Linked DNA regions of Rattus norvegicus: region 1 is linked to region 2. Evidence: chromatin contacts called from public Hi-C data. All regions are on one chromosome and are shown on one strand. The core of a region is the stretch at or near the end of the contact, and the rest is flanking DNA. Distances in the headings are between cores, read along the strand shown.

Region 1 (6,075 bases), core at 966-3,465, 77 kb before region 2:
ACCTCCTCCCGTAGAGCTGAGCTGCGTTCTGCTGCCCTGGCACTGCTGCTGGCTGTTTCTACCTGAAGCAGGCGCAGCCGCTCTTCCAGCTTCTGGCTCTTCTCTGACTCAGCTACAACCAGGCGCTTCAACTCCTTGCTTTCTCCCTCCTTCTCTAGGACTTGGCGATTCAGGATGGATACCTCCTCTTCCAAGCTGCTGATAAGACTGCTCTTTCTCTCAGCTTCCTGCTGGCCACGGGCTACCTGGGCCTTCCACTCTTCCTCAGCTTTGCTGTGGTCCTGGGCTTTGGCACGGAGGGCTTGCAACTCTCTTTGAGCTGAGGCTGAGGCAGCCTGATTATGCCCCAGCTCTCGAGCCTTCTCCTCTAACTGGCCCTGCAGTGTCTCCAGGGCTTTGTCTTGCTCAGCCCGGCAAGCACGCTCGGACTCCAGGCTGTGTGTCAGGCCTTCAACCTGTTGCTGCTGCTGCTGCCACTGCCGCTCTAGCTTACTGATCTCTGCCCGAAGAGCCTCCACCTCAGGGCCTGGTGCCTCTGTCTTCCCAGGTGTGTGCAGCTGGGATCCTGGGCCATCTCCTGAAGCGTCTTCTCCCCTGGCACCCCCTGTGGGGTGCTCTTTCTCTTTCTTCTTCAGCTCTTCCAAAGTCTGCTGAAGCGCCTTCAGCTCTGATATCTGAGCTGCCTCTTGCTCACGAAGTTTGGCAAGCTCTTGGTCTTTCCCTTCCTTTTCTGTCATGGCATGGGTCAGTGCTTCTTGTAAGGCAGCAAACTCCACACGCTGCTCATTGAGGGTGTTCTGCAGCCGCATCTCAAGTTCTGCCTTGGCTGCCTTCTCCTGAGCCAGGTCAGCTTGGGCCTGGCCCCGCTCCTGGGTCAGCCGTGCTACCTCCCTCTCCTGCTGCCCACGAACCTCTTGCTGCTGCCCCTGGCTCTGCATCAGTGCTGCCCGCAGTCTCTCCAGCTCTCCGCCCATTTGCTCAGCTTCACGCTGCACAGCCTTCAGTGCTGCCTGTGTACTACCCAACGGCCTTGCCTGCTCTTCCTCCCAGTCAGACTCTTGGTTCCCAGCCCTCGGGGGCTCTTTGAGCTCATGTGAGGCTGCTGCCTGCTGCTCACCTGCCTTGAGCACCAAGGCCTTCAGGCAGGCCACCTCCTTGTTAGTGGCAGCCATCTTCTCCCGCAGAGCCGAGAGATCATCTAGCAGCTTCTGTGCTCTCGCTTCTTTCTCCTGGACCTGCTGAAGGGCTTTTGCCAAACAGGCATGAAGCTGAGCTAGCTGACTCTGCTGCTGGCCTGTCTGGCCTTCACCGTGGATCTCTCCTGCCTCCTTCTGTTCTTCTTGGCCAATCTTTCCATGCTCCCCTTTCAAGGCCATCAGCTGTTCCTGGAACATGGCACCATACCTTGCCTCCTCTTGCTGTCTGGCTTCAACCCGCTTCTGCCAGCTCTCAACCTCCCTGAGGAGCTGCTCACGCTCACTCTCAGCTCCGTGCTGAGCAGCTGTGGCCCCTGCTAGCTCATGTCGCAAGGCTTCAGTCTCGGCCTGATGAGCCTCTTCAAGCTGCTGTAGCCGGGCCTCCAGCCCCTTTCGCTCAGCCTTCTCCTGCTCTAACTCCTTCTGCTCCTGCTCCCGCTGCTCCATCAGGTGTCGAGTCTCTGCCTCCATCTCAGTGGCGTGGCGCTGCTGCTCCTTCAGGGCATCTGCAGCCCTGCATTTCTCTTCTTCAAGGCTACCTCTGACAATCTTCAAAGTCTCCTCAAGGGCCTGGAGCTGCTCCTGGAGCTGGACCTTCTCCTGCACCACCTTTTCTCTCTCAGTTGCTTTTTGCTGCTCAGCCTTCAGCTGGGCCTCTAGCTCTGTCACGTGAGCTTGGGCCTGACGCTGTTCCTGGTGGGCAGCTTCAATGCAGGCATGGAGTTCTCCTATCTTTTGGCTCAGCTCTGCCTTTTCCCGCTGGGCCTGTGTGACCGAGGTCTGCGCAGTGTCCCTGGCTTCATTAGAAGCCTGAAGTTGCTGCTGCAGGCTCTCCAGCTTGGCATCCTTCTCCTTCTCCAATGTTTCTAGCTGCTGGCGAGCAGCATCTCGCTCCCTTACAGAGGCCTCTCGAGCCTCAACAATGGTGGCCAGTTGCTGGGCGTGATCCTGCCTGGCTGCCTCCTGCTCCTTGGCTGCCTCTTCCAATTGCTGCTCCTTCAGCTTCAGGCTGCTGCTCAGCTGCTCCACCTGCTGGCGGAGGCCCTGGGCAGCCTGTTCTTGCTCTTGCAAGGTCTGTAACATCTGAGCCTGTTCCTTTTTGGCCTGTTCTTTCAGGCTGGTCAGCTCTTGATCTTGCTGCTGCAGGGTGGCATTCAGTGCTGTCAGAGAGGCCAGCTGGGCAGTGAGCTGAGCCCCCTGAGCCTGGGAGGCTTGCTGCAGCTCCTCTTTGGCCTGGCTGAGGTTAGAGACGGAGCTCTGCAGGTCAGCAACCAAGCTGGCCAGCTGCCGCTTCTCTTCTTCAAAGTGGCCCCGCTCAGCAAGCAGCTGGGCTTCCTGTTTACCACGCTCACACTCCAGAGTCTCTACGCGGGCTTGGAGCTCTGTGTTATCTGTGGCAAGTTTGGCTGCCTCTTGTTTCAGGGTATCCAGCTGTTGGGATAAAGAGATAAAACGGGGATCAACCCTATCAAAGAACACCAAGAATCAACCCTAGCAAATTGCCTTACTGCTTCTGTCTATTCCTACCTGCAAGGCGTCACCCAGCACCTCACCCTTCTCCGGGGCAGGGCTCCCCTGCAGCTGAGCTGCTCGATCCTCCAGCTGGGAAATCTTCTCCTGAAGGATCTCACTCTTCTCTTCCAGACATTTCTGGGAGTAAGCAAGAGACCCATGTGAACAGAGTACAACAGCCATCCAATTACCAGAGACGCAATCATCTTGTACCCAAGATTTCCCTTTGCCCTGGCTGAGGAGAAAATCCTCAGAAACCATAGGACTGAGCTGGGAGTAATGGCTCCCCAAAACTCAAGAGACCGAGACATGAAAATGAAGATTTTAAAAACCAACCTGTGCTCCCAGACCCTGCCTGTCAACAGAACCACAGGTCTGACTTCCTGAGAACCTGACTTTCTACTCCCAATTACACGGGTAAATTTAAGTCAAAATGTGCAAAGCCTACTTACTTACCACGTAGCCTTCCTCAGACGAGCCTTGACTCAGACACTAACCAAATGCCCAAAACAATCCCGGGCATCTATGCTAGCCTAGCTTCATCTGTCCCGGCCCGACGTTGGCCCCCCTCAATTGTGGGCGCAAAGCAACATGATGGGTATGCTCTGACCTCCTGACCCACCCAGGGGCTGACGGGGAGTCTCTACTGTCTCCTTCACAGAAAACACTCATGATCCGAGACTCTAAGTGCTATACCCAAGAGCTCCCAGGTTAGGAAGTGGCAGAGCTGGGCTTAGTAACAATAGTAATGCAGATTGGACATCCCTAAGTCTGAAATCTGGAATCCAACAATCCCAAAATCCAAACTTTCTGAGCTCTAAACATGATACCAACAAGTTTTAAAATTTTAACAAATCATTGTGGCAGAATCTTGTAACTCTGGCACACAGGAGACAAAGACTAGAGGACAGGGTCCAAAGCCAGCTTGGGCTACAGAGGGAGGCTACTTTAAGAAAACAAAGGTTCAGAGTGATTTAGATGTTAGACAAAGGGATGAGCAACTTACAATGTCTATGCAAATACTGCAGAATAAAACACCTATCCCTGATATCCTTCTAATATCAAGTATCTCAGCAAAGAAACCCAACCTGATATCACAACTAATTCACTCAGAGCTTACGAGCTGCCCTTCAATCACATAATAGTTAACAAAGCATCAGTCCCCTCTGAGACTCATTAACTTTTCCAAGACACACATTTTGCACATCACAGAGGCCACGGGTACATTGCACTCAGCCTGTCACCACACTAGCAGACTCTCAGAAGGCAGCTCCAGACCCAGCAGTCTGATGAACTCCACGTGGACAATGTGGCCAGCTCTCGAGAGAGGGTTACCTTATCCTGGAGGGCTGTGCTGAGCTCACTTTCCAGATGAGCCTGCTTCTCTGCCCACTCCTGAGAAGCCTTGCTGTGCTCCTCTATCAGGTCGTTGAACGCACCCTGCAGTTGTTGCAAGTGGTTTGCAAACTCTCGCACCTGAGAAATAAGCAGGGTGAGAAGTTGGCACTTCCTTCCAGCAAGTCCTTGAAACCCAGACCTTGGGGCCTCCAATAATTCTTCCCCACCTTCAATCCAATCACAGCCAATCACACCTCTATTCAGAAACACACATCATCACTTAGAGCTGCCTGAGCACCCTTCCAGGAACTAGTAACAAGGAAAGTGACTAAAGCCCAAAGCCAGGTTCTAGACCGTCTTTCTCAACCTTCTTGGGGAAACTTCCAGACCACCTCAGCCCTGAGGGGTCTCTACACATAGCCAGCCCCACTCACCTTAAAGGAAAGGTCCCCGTTCTCCTCAGAAAGCTGGCTAATCTTTCGATCCATCTGGTTCTTCTCGGTCTTCAGGTTCTGACACTGCTTCAAAGTCTCATGCAGACGCACAGTGAGGCTGCCAGGAAAGGAACCGTGAGAATGGTGTGATTCCCCACCTCGCCAGCAGGGACTGGATGCGGGAAGGAGGGCAGGAGTCCTACCTTTCATTCTTGCCACGGAGCTCCTCAAGTTCGCTGGGCTCCTGGGGGCTGGCTGCCTGCTTCTCATTCAGCAGAGCCAGGTGGTCGATGCGCTGCTGCATCATGGCGATCTGAGCGTCTGCCCAGGACAGGGACGACACAGTCAGCAAAGGTCCAGGGACAGAAGAGAGCAGAGGAGGCACAGCATCCGAGCCACGGCAAAAGGGCATGGGACAGAAACTAAACCCGGGGTCTACAAGGTCAGACTGACATTTGTGACAGCTTGACACTCCACTGTCAACAGAAGGGACACCATAGCAAGCCAAGCTGTCACAGGGCTTCCCCGATGTAAATCCCAAACGCTCCCCTTCACCAGTGCCCACGCACTCGACAGTACCTACCCTTCTCGGTGAGGAGCTTGAGGCTCTCAGACAGCTCTAGCTCCAGCTCATCCCTGTTGTTCCTCTCATCTGCCAGCTGCTTCTTCAGTCGCCTCATCTGGAACTGTGGGGTCTGCAGGATGTCGCCCACAGGGGAGGATGGAGACCCTGAGAGGAAGCTAAGGAAGGAGGAGATGGTAAAGACGCCAGGGCAGGTAGAAACGGGGTAGCACCAGTGGCCGTAATGAACACTGGCTTAGGAGGCCAATGTGCCTGGGCCTACATGCCATGCTACCTCATGTCTTGGTACATGACCCAGAGAACCTTTTCTTTTCCCTCCTCCATGCTCAATTTCCTGGCTTAGGAATGCAAACATGTATTTTCCAAAGAGGAAGGGATTTCCATAAACGGGGAACTGCTCTGCTCTTGAGAGAGAGCTAACTTATGACAGATCCCAAGTCTGCCTAACAGCTTAGCCTCCAGAATACAAGGACCAACTAGAAGGATGTGAAGCCACCAACCTAGGCCCAGGACATACTTGTTCTCACTGGAAGATGAAGCAATCCTCTGTATTTCTAGGAAGCGAATCTTCCTCTTGGCCTGGTGGCTGGGTGGAGAAAGCTCTTCAGAGAGGGTGCTGGGGTAGGTGGAAGGAACTACAGGTAAGAAGCAGACAGACAAACCAAGAATGGTTAGTCAGGGGGTGAGCAGCTCCTCACCTTCTCATAACAGACACACTACCTTAGTAAGTGTGACTGCAAGGACACATGCAAACTGAAGAGGCAGTTCCCAGGCAGAGCCTGACCCATGAGACCAAGGTCGTTAACTAAAATCCAGATACAGGGTTTCCACTTCCTCAGAGGAAAGTATTCTAAAGAGCACGGTAGAGTGAGGCAGTTCCCCTCATACTGAGAAACTGGAACAGGTCCTATTGTCAATGCTGCAGAGGCACCAGGAGAGCCCAGCACCAAGTCTGCCAAAGACCCTAAGAGCCTGTGTTGGTGCCACCATCTTCTGTGGAACTTTTCCACCC
Region 2 (5,646 bases), core at 3,055-5,554:
TGTCTCATGCTAACTAAAGTAGACAACACGATCTTTGAATTTTATGTACCTCCTAAATCCAGTCTACATAGAAGCTTCTAAGTCACCTTTCAAGAGAAAGGCTAGTTGTCTGTTTTCAACACTCCAATGACTTCCTATTTCCTACAGGACAGAGTCCTAGATCTTAGCCTAGCATTTGTGACTAAGGACTGGCTCCTGTCTGCTTTTTCCCTACCTGTGCTCTTGTGCATAGTGGACGTGTCTCCATCCCACTCTTCCTGAGTAAAGCAACTTTACTCATGTTTTCACCCTTTCTCCCCTCCTTTGCCTGGTTAACATCTCCTAATCTACCATGTTCAGCTTAGATTCTCCTTCCCTATGCTTAGTGCACCAAGACCTCTTCCTTACCAAAACAACTGTGCACTACCACATGAACACTTACTGCCAGTTTGTTTCCATCCTGCCCACAGGAATTCCTGAGACACCCATCTGCTACGTCCCTGCCCACTGCTCATCCAGAGCCTGCACATTCTCTCTCTTACTATTGTGTATCTATTTCCTTCCACAGTTTGTCATTAATGAAGACAATGGATATGTTCCGCTGACATGAATTCTATAGACTATACTATAATACAATAGTATATTTTGTGACATTACCTTGGTTCACCCCAACAACTCAGGTTCTTATATAAAACGGAATAGGATCTACTCCACTCACAGGAGTGGTACATACAAACCCCAATAATGCAAGAGACACGTGAAGACCATCTAGCCTAAAATTCTTTGGCCTACTCTAAGCTTACTCTGATCTACGGAGCTGGAGAAAGGGATGGTCTCAGACTCTAGTGCCGAGGCCCTGCCAAGCCCTCCAAGTAGCACTTGTATGTTCATCTGTTCAGCTCTCCCTCATCACCCCCAAAGGCAGAAAAGCAAAGATGGACACACACCTTGGGCTGGAAAAATGGCTTGGAGGTTATGAGCACTTGTTGTACCTAGAGTACTCAAGTTCAACCCCTAGTACTGACACAGTGGCTCACAACCACCCCTAACCCCATTCTAGAGAATCTCACACCCTCTTCTGACTTCTGCAGACACCAGGCATGCACATGCCATGTATGCATACAGGCAAAATACTCATGCAAATAAAATAGCCAAAAAAAAAAAAATAAACTCAAGCCTTATTTTGTCATTGTAGATCTGATAAGCGAGGAGCCAAGGACAGGTCTACGACCAGTGAAGTATTCAAAGTCAGGAAAGTCACTGACCCAGTCCCTGTGGCTCAACAACAATGTCCTCAATGACCTGAAAGACTTCAACCAGGTGGTTTCACAGCTTCTACAGCACCCAGAGAATCTGGCCTGGATTGACCTCTCCTTCAATGACCTGACTACCATTGACCCTGTGAGTTCCCAGCCCTGGATGGACAAATATCAAAGGGGAGCTTGAAGTCACTGTGTCCAGCTCACAGCCTTTCTACTCCCTTCTCAAGGAAGCACAGGCAGTGGGGTGCAGTTCAAAGGGCACAGTTGTAGAGACACACAGATGTAAGCACAAACTTTGAGTTTCCCCATTTTCTCATTGTCAGCAAGGTATATAACTTGTTTTTTTTGGAGACAGGGTCTCAGTATGTACCTCTGGCTGCCCTGGAATTCACTATATAGACCAGGCTGCCTCCTAAGCTACAGTTTCCTAAAACTTTGGCTTTCCTATGAATGGGAATAAGATGCCATAATCATGGTTGTTTTATAAGGATTAAATTAAAATGTAAGAGAACCAATTATCAGTGGCTGAAGCAAAGCTATAGCACTCATCATTAGGCTCTGAACTGTGTCTTGTGCTGGGCCCTACTGTGAAAGCCATCGGTTGCTTTCTGTAAAATCTGTTTTAAAAACAGTTTAGTTTGGCCAAGTATGTTGGTACTTGCTTCTAATTCTAGCACTTGGGAAGGTGGTGGAAGGAGGATGAGCTTAAGGTCATTCTCAGCTACATAGTGAGCTTGAGGCTACCCTAGACTACATGAGAGAGGAGGAGAAAGGAAAGAAGTTAGGAAAGGAAGCAAAGAAAATTCTAGAAAAAGGAAAGATCTTTGCCCAAGATCCCTATTGGCAGGAGAAAGGCTTGGGGCATAACTTGGAGACTTCCCCTATGATAGAAAATGAGATGAATATGTGCCAAGCTGATACTCCTTTGCAGATGGAATCCTAGGTCATCTCAGCTGGAAAGGCCTTAAGGGGCAAATAAGACTCAGCAAGGAGAGCTGTCACCTGAGCAGTCAAATGTATAACCACAGGTGCCAGGTCTACTTTAGGGGCTTTTCCCTGAAAAGGACTTAAAAGTTAATTTACTCATGTGTGTGTGTGTGTGATAGGTGAGGAGAGGGGAAGAGGGAGGAGGGAGGAGGGAGGAGGGAAGGAGATGGCTCAGCTGTTAAGAGCATTTTTTGCTCTTGCAGAGGATCCAGGTTCAGCTCCCAGCACATGCACAGTCGTTCACCACCATCCACTATAACTCCATTTCCGGAGGACCCGATGTCCTTCTGACTCAGAAGCACCAGGTTCCTATGCTGGGCACAGACATACAAGGAGGCAAACACCCATACAAAGGGCCATAAAGGTGGCTGCAGGTCAGGGCACTCGCTGCTCTCTCAGTTCCCATCACCCACACAGTGGCTCACGATTATATATGTAACTCCAGTTTCAAGGGGGGTGGAGGCTTGGAGGGAAGTCCAATGGCCTCTGCAAGCACTAAACATACATGTGATATACACACATACACGTAGGCAAAATAATCATATATATATGTGTGTGTGTGTGTGTGTGTGTGTGTGTGTGTGTGTGTGTGTGTGTCTTGGTTTTTGTTTTCTTTTTTTTCTTTTTTTTTTTTGGAGCTGGGGACTGAACCCAGGGCCTTGTGCTTGCTAGTCAAGTGCTCTACCACTGAGCTAAATCCCCAACCCCCTGAGCTAAATCCCCAACCCCTGGTTTTTGTTTTCTTAAGACAGGGTTTCTCTTTGTACCCCTGGCTGTCCTGGAACTCCCTTTGTTGACCAGGCTGTCCTCCAACGCATGTATCCACCTGTGGCACCCATGGCCTACTGAAAAACAGCCTTTTTAGAAGTATAGGAAGCATACAAGTCATATAGAATGGCTATGAGGGCTGGAGAAGGAGGCCGATTGTTCTCCAAACTTTTCTTTCTCTGCCAGAGAAAGTCCACCCTGAGCAGACATCATCTTTGTCCAGCCTGACTTTGATTTCCACCTTAACAGGTTCTAACAACATTCTTCAACCTAAGTGTCCTCTACCTTCATGGCAACAGCATCCATCGCCTAGGGGAGGTGAATAAGCTAGCTGTCCTCCCTCGTCTCCGGAGCCTGACCCTCCATGGGAACCCCATAGAGGAAGAAAAGGGGTACAGGTAAGGACCTGGATCTGGGGTCCAGATGAGTTTCCTTAAGGAACAAGGGGAGAGGAGACAAGAAATTCAAGACCATTCTTCTGCCACATATGGACCACAGAAGGATGTACTAGACCTCTAAGTACACCCCTTGCTCTCAGAATGAAACTAGTCCTCCCAAAACATCAAGCTCCCCTCCATTCCTTGCTGTCAAAAGAGACAGCAGCAACCGGTGGGGGGCAGGGAGGGAGTTCTTTTGTAGGGGCTGGCCCTAAGCCCAAGTCTTCCCCACAGGCAGTATGTGCTGTGCAACCTGCCCCGTATCACCACGTTTGACTTCAGTGGAGTCACCAAGGCCGACCGCAGCACAGCAGAAGTATGGAAACGCATGAATATCAAGCCCAAGAAGGTCCGGATCAAGCAGGATGTACTCTGAGATTCGCAGGACCCGAGCACACCTAATGCCCTGAGGATGATCAGCTTGGTTTGACAATAAATGATTTGAGCTGTTGAACAGATTATACATCACCTGTGCTTGGTTAAGATGCTCTCCACACCCAGCCGCTACTAGTAAAACTTCAGAGTGAAGGCCAAAAGCCTGCTTGCTGGTTACGACCCAGGAGCCAGGTTCTACCATGCAGGAAACTTTCCTGTCCTTTCTGGGCCCCTTAGTATTCATGGGATATCATGGGAATAGAGTAGATTAGTAATTTCTAAATACTTTTTTCCCCAAGAGTTCTAACTCTGTGGCCCAGGCTGTCCTTGATCTTGTAGCAATCCTGTTGCTTCAGCCTCCTGAGTGCTGGTATTTCAGGAATAAGCCCCGTGTCTCACAGAAATCTTCATAGAGTGCCAAGGTCTGTGGAGTTGCCTTCAGCCTCCAGTAGGAACAGCAAACAGCTGTGATCTATTTCGAGCAGAGCAGGGTAGTTTTACTCTCAGGCTGTGATTCTGGCCAAGATTTCATTTCCAAGCGGGGCAGTGGTTGCACACAACTCTAAACCCGGCTCTCAGGAGAAAGAGGCAAGTTCTCTGTGAGTTCGAGGCCAGCCTGGTCTATGTAGAGTTCAAGGACAACCAGGGCTCCATAGTGAGACCCTGTCTCAACAGGAAGAAAATAATCATTTATTGAAAAGAAGACCAGCAGAGTAGGGTCTCTTCCTACCCCTAGGGGCAATGTGTAAGCCTCCTGGGACAGGGTCCCCAACAGTCACAGCTGCCTCATATTCTAATCTGTACAGCTCTGACAGTGTTAGCATCAATGGAAAAGGGACAATGAATAATATTTATCCTACTGGGGTTATCCCACACTAATCATCTAAGACCTGGGAACCATGAACGTCTACCTCCTGATTCCTTTTTAATGCTACATTCCTTGGCATTTCAATGCTTGCAGACTTGAACAGCCACAAGTAAATAGCGGGCAGGACAGAGCGGGTTGAACCAGCAACACAATGAATATACTTTCTTTATCGAGGGGTGACAAACAAAAAACAAAAAGAGCAAACATGTAAAAATCCAGGGTGCTAGAAATACAAACTCAATTCAGATTCAAGCTTGTCTAGACCCTGGTCATAATTCCCAGTGAGGTGCCTATGAGCACCAAGTCAGGGAACGGGACAGGAGTGAATCGGAGGCCAAGAGAAAGGGTGGGGAGGGGATCTCCTAGGTCTCCCGGTGTTCACCCCTACAGTGGTATCTCCATCTTCCCAATGACTTGAAGATCTGCCAGGCCCAGTCCTCTTGGCCCCAACCTCACCCTAACCAGAGCATGAAGGCCGATGGCAATCGGTTCTCCCTTCCCTTGCTCAGTCCTCACTTGCTCTGGCTTCTAGCCTTATTCTTGTCCTCCACATTCTTCTCCGTGATTAGTAGCAGGTTGGGTTCTGTAGAAAGCCACAGTGAGGCTGGGGGCCAGAAGAGGTGGGGTGGAGACGGGATGAAGACGAGGGAAGAGCTGTCCCAGGACCCCTTTCTTCATGGGATCCCAAACTGTACAACCAGCTCTTCTTTCGCATCCACGCGGATCTGAGAAAGTGCACTATAGGCATAAGCAGCTATCCTGGAGACCTGAGACAGAGGCCAGGGAGGGAAGAACACACATGAGAGGAAAGACAGTGTGAGATGGAGTGGCAGTAAAGGAAAGAAGGAATGGTGGACTGAAAGCCAAAAAGAGCTGGGTGTGCTGGTGCTTGCCTATAGTCCCACCAGTCAGGAGGCTAAATCAGGGGGGCCATAATTCAGTGCCAGCCTGGGCTATAACACTGAGTCCT

The links. A called contact is a pair of places that touch in the nucleus more often than the background predicts.
Region 1: a Hi-C map of mammary epithelial cells shows a contact between it and region 2, with 2.3 times the contacts expected there. The contact joins two enhancer-like sites. A contact is called at or near these places in 6 of 12 Hi-C or Micro-C datasets (the Rat2 cell line, hepatocytes, kidney and 3 more).

What each region holds. Positions count from the first base shown.
Region 1 is chr1:165,763,606-165,769,680 of GRCr8, reverse strand. It overlaps Numa1 (nuclear mitotic apparatus protein 1), which reads right to left. Exons shown (of 25, transcript NM_001100691.1): 8 at 5,581-5,698; 9 at 5,064-5,221; 10 at 4,684-4,801; 11 at 4,481-4,598; 12 at 4,044-4,184; 13 at 2,724-2,846; 14 at 1-2,627. LOC134483764 (a long non-coding RNA gene) reads left to right here and starts at 5,695. Exons shown (of 2, transcript XR_010060726.1): 1 at 5,695-6,075. Within about 2 kb of position 2,215, at least 24 of the 93 cell types and tissues checked have an H3K27ac peak or open chromatin away from gene starts, as enhancers often do.
Region 2 is chr1:165,688,864-165,694,509 of GRCr8, reverse strand. It overlaps Lamtor1 (late endosomal/lysosomal adaptor, MAPK and MTOR activator 1), which reads right to left. Exons shown (of 5, transcript NM_199102.1): 5 at 4,824-5,443. The coding sequence ends at 5,351. Lrrc51 (leucine rich repeat containing 51) reads left to right here. Exons shown (of 6, transcript NM_001106284.1): 4 at 1,175-1,380; 5 at 3,246-3,394; 6 at 3,668-3,893. The coding sequence ends at 3,809. Among named protein-coding and RNA genes, the nearest start is that of Lamtor1, 7.6 kb to the right of the region's middle. Within about 2 kb of position 4,304, at least 2 of the 93 cell types and tissues checked have an H3K27ac peak or open chromatin away from gene starts, as enhancers often do.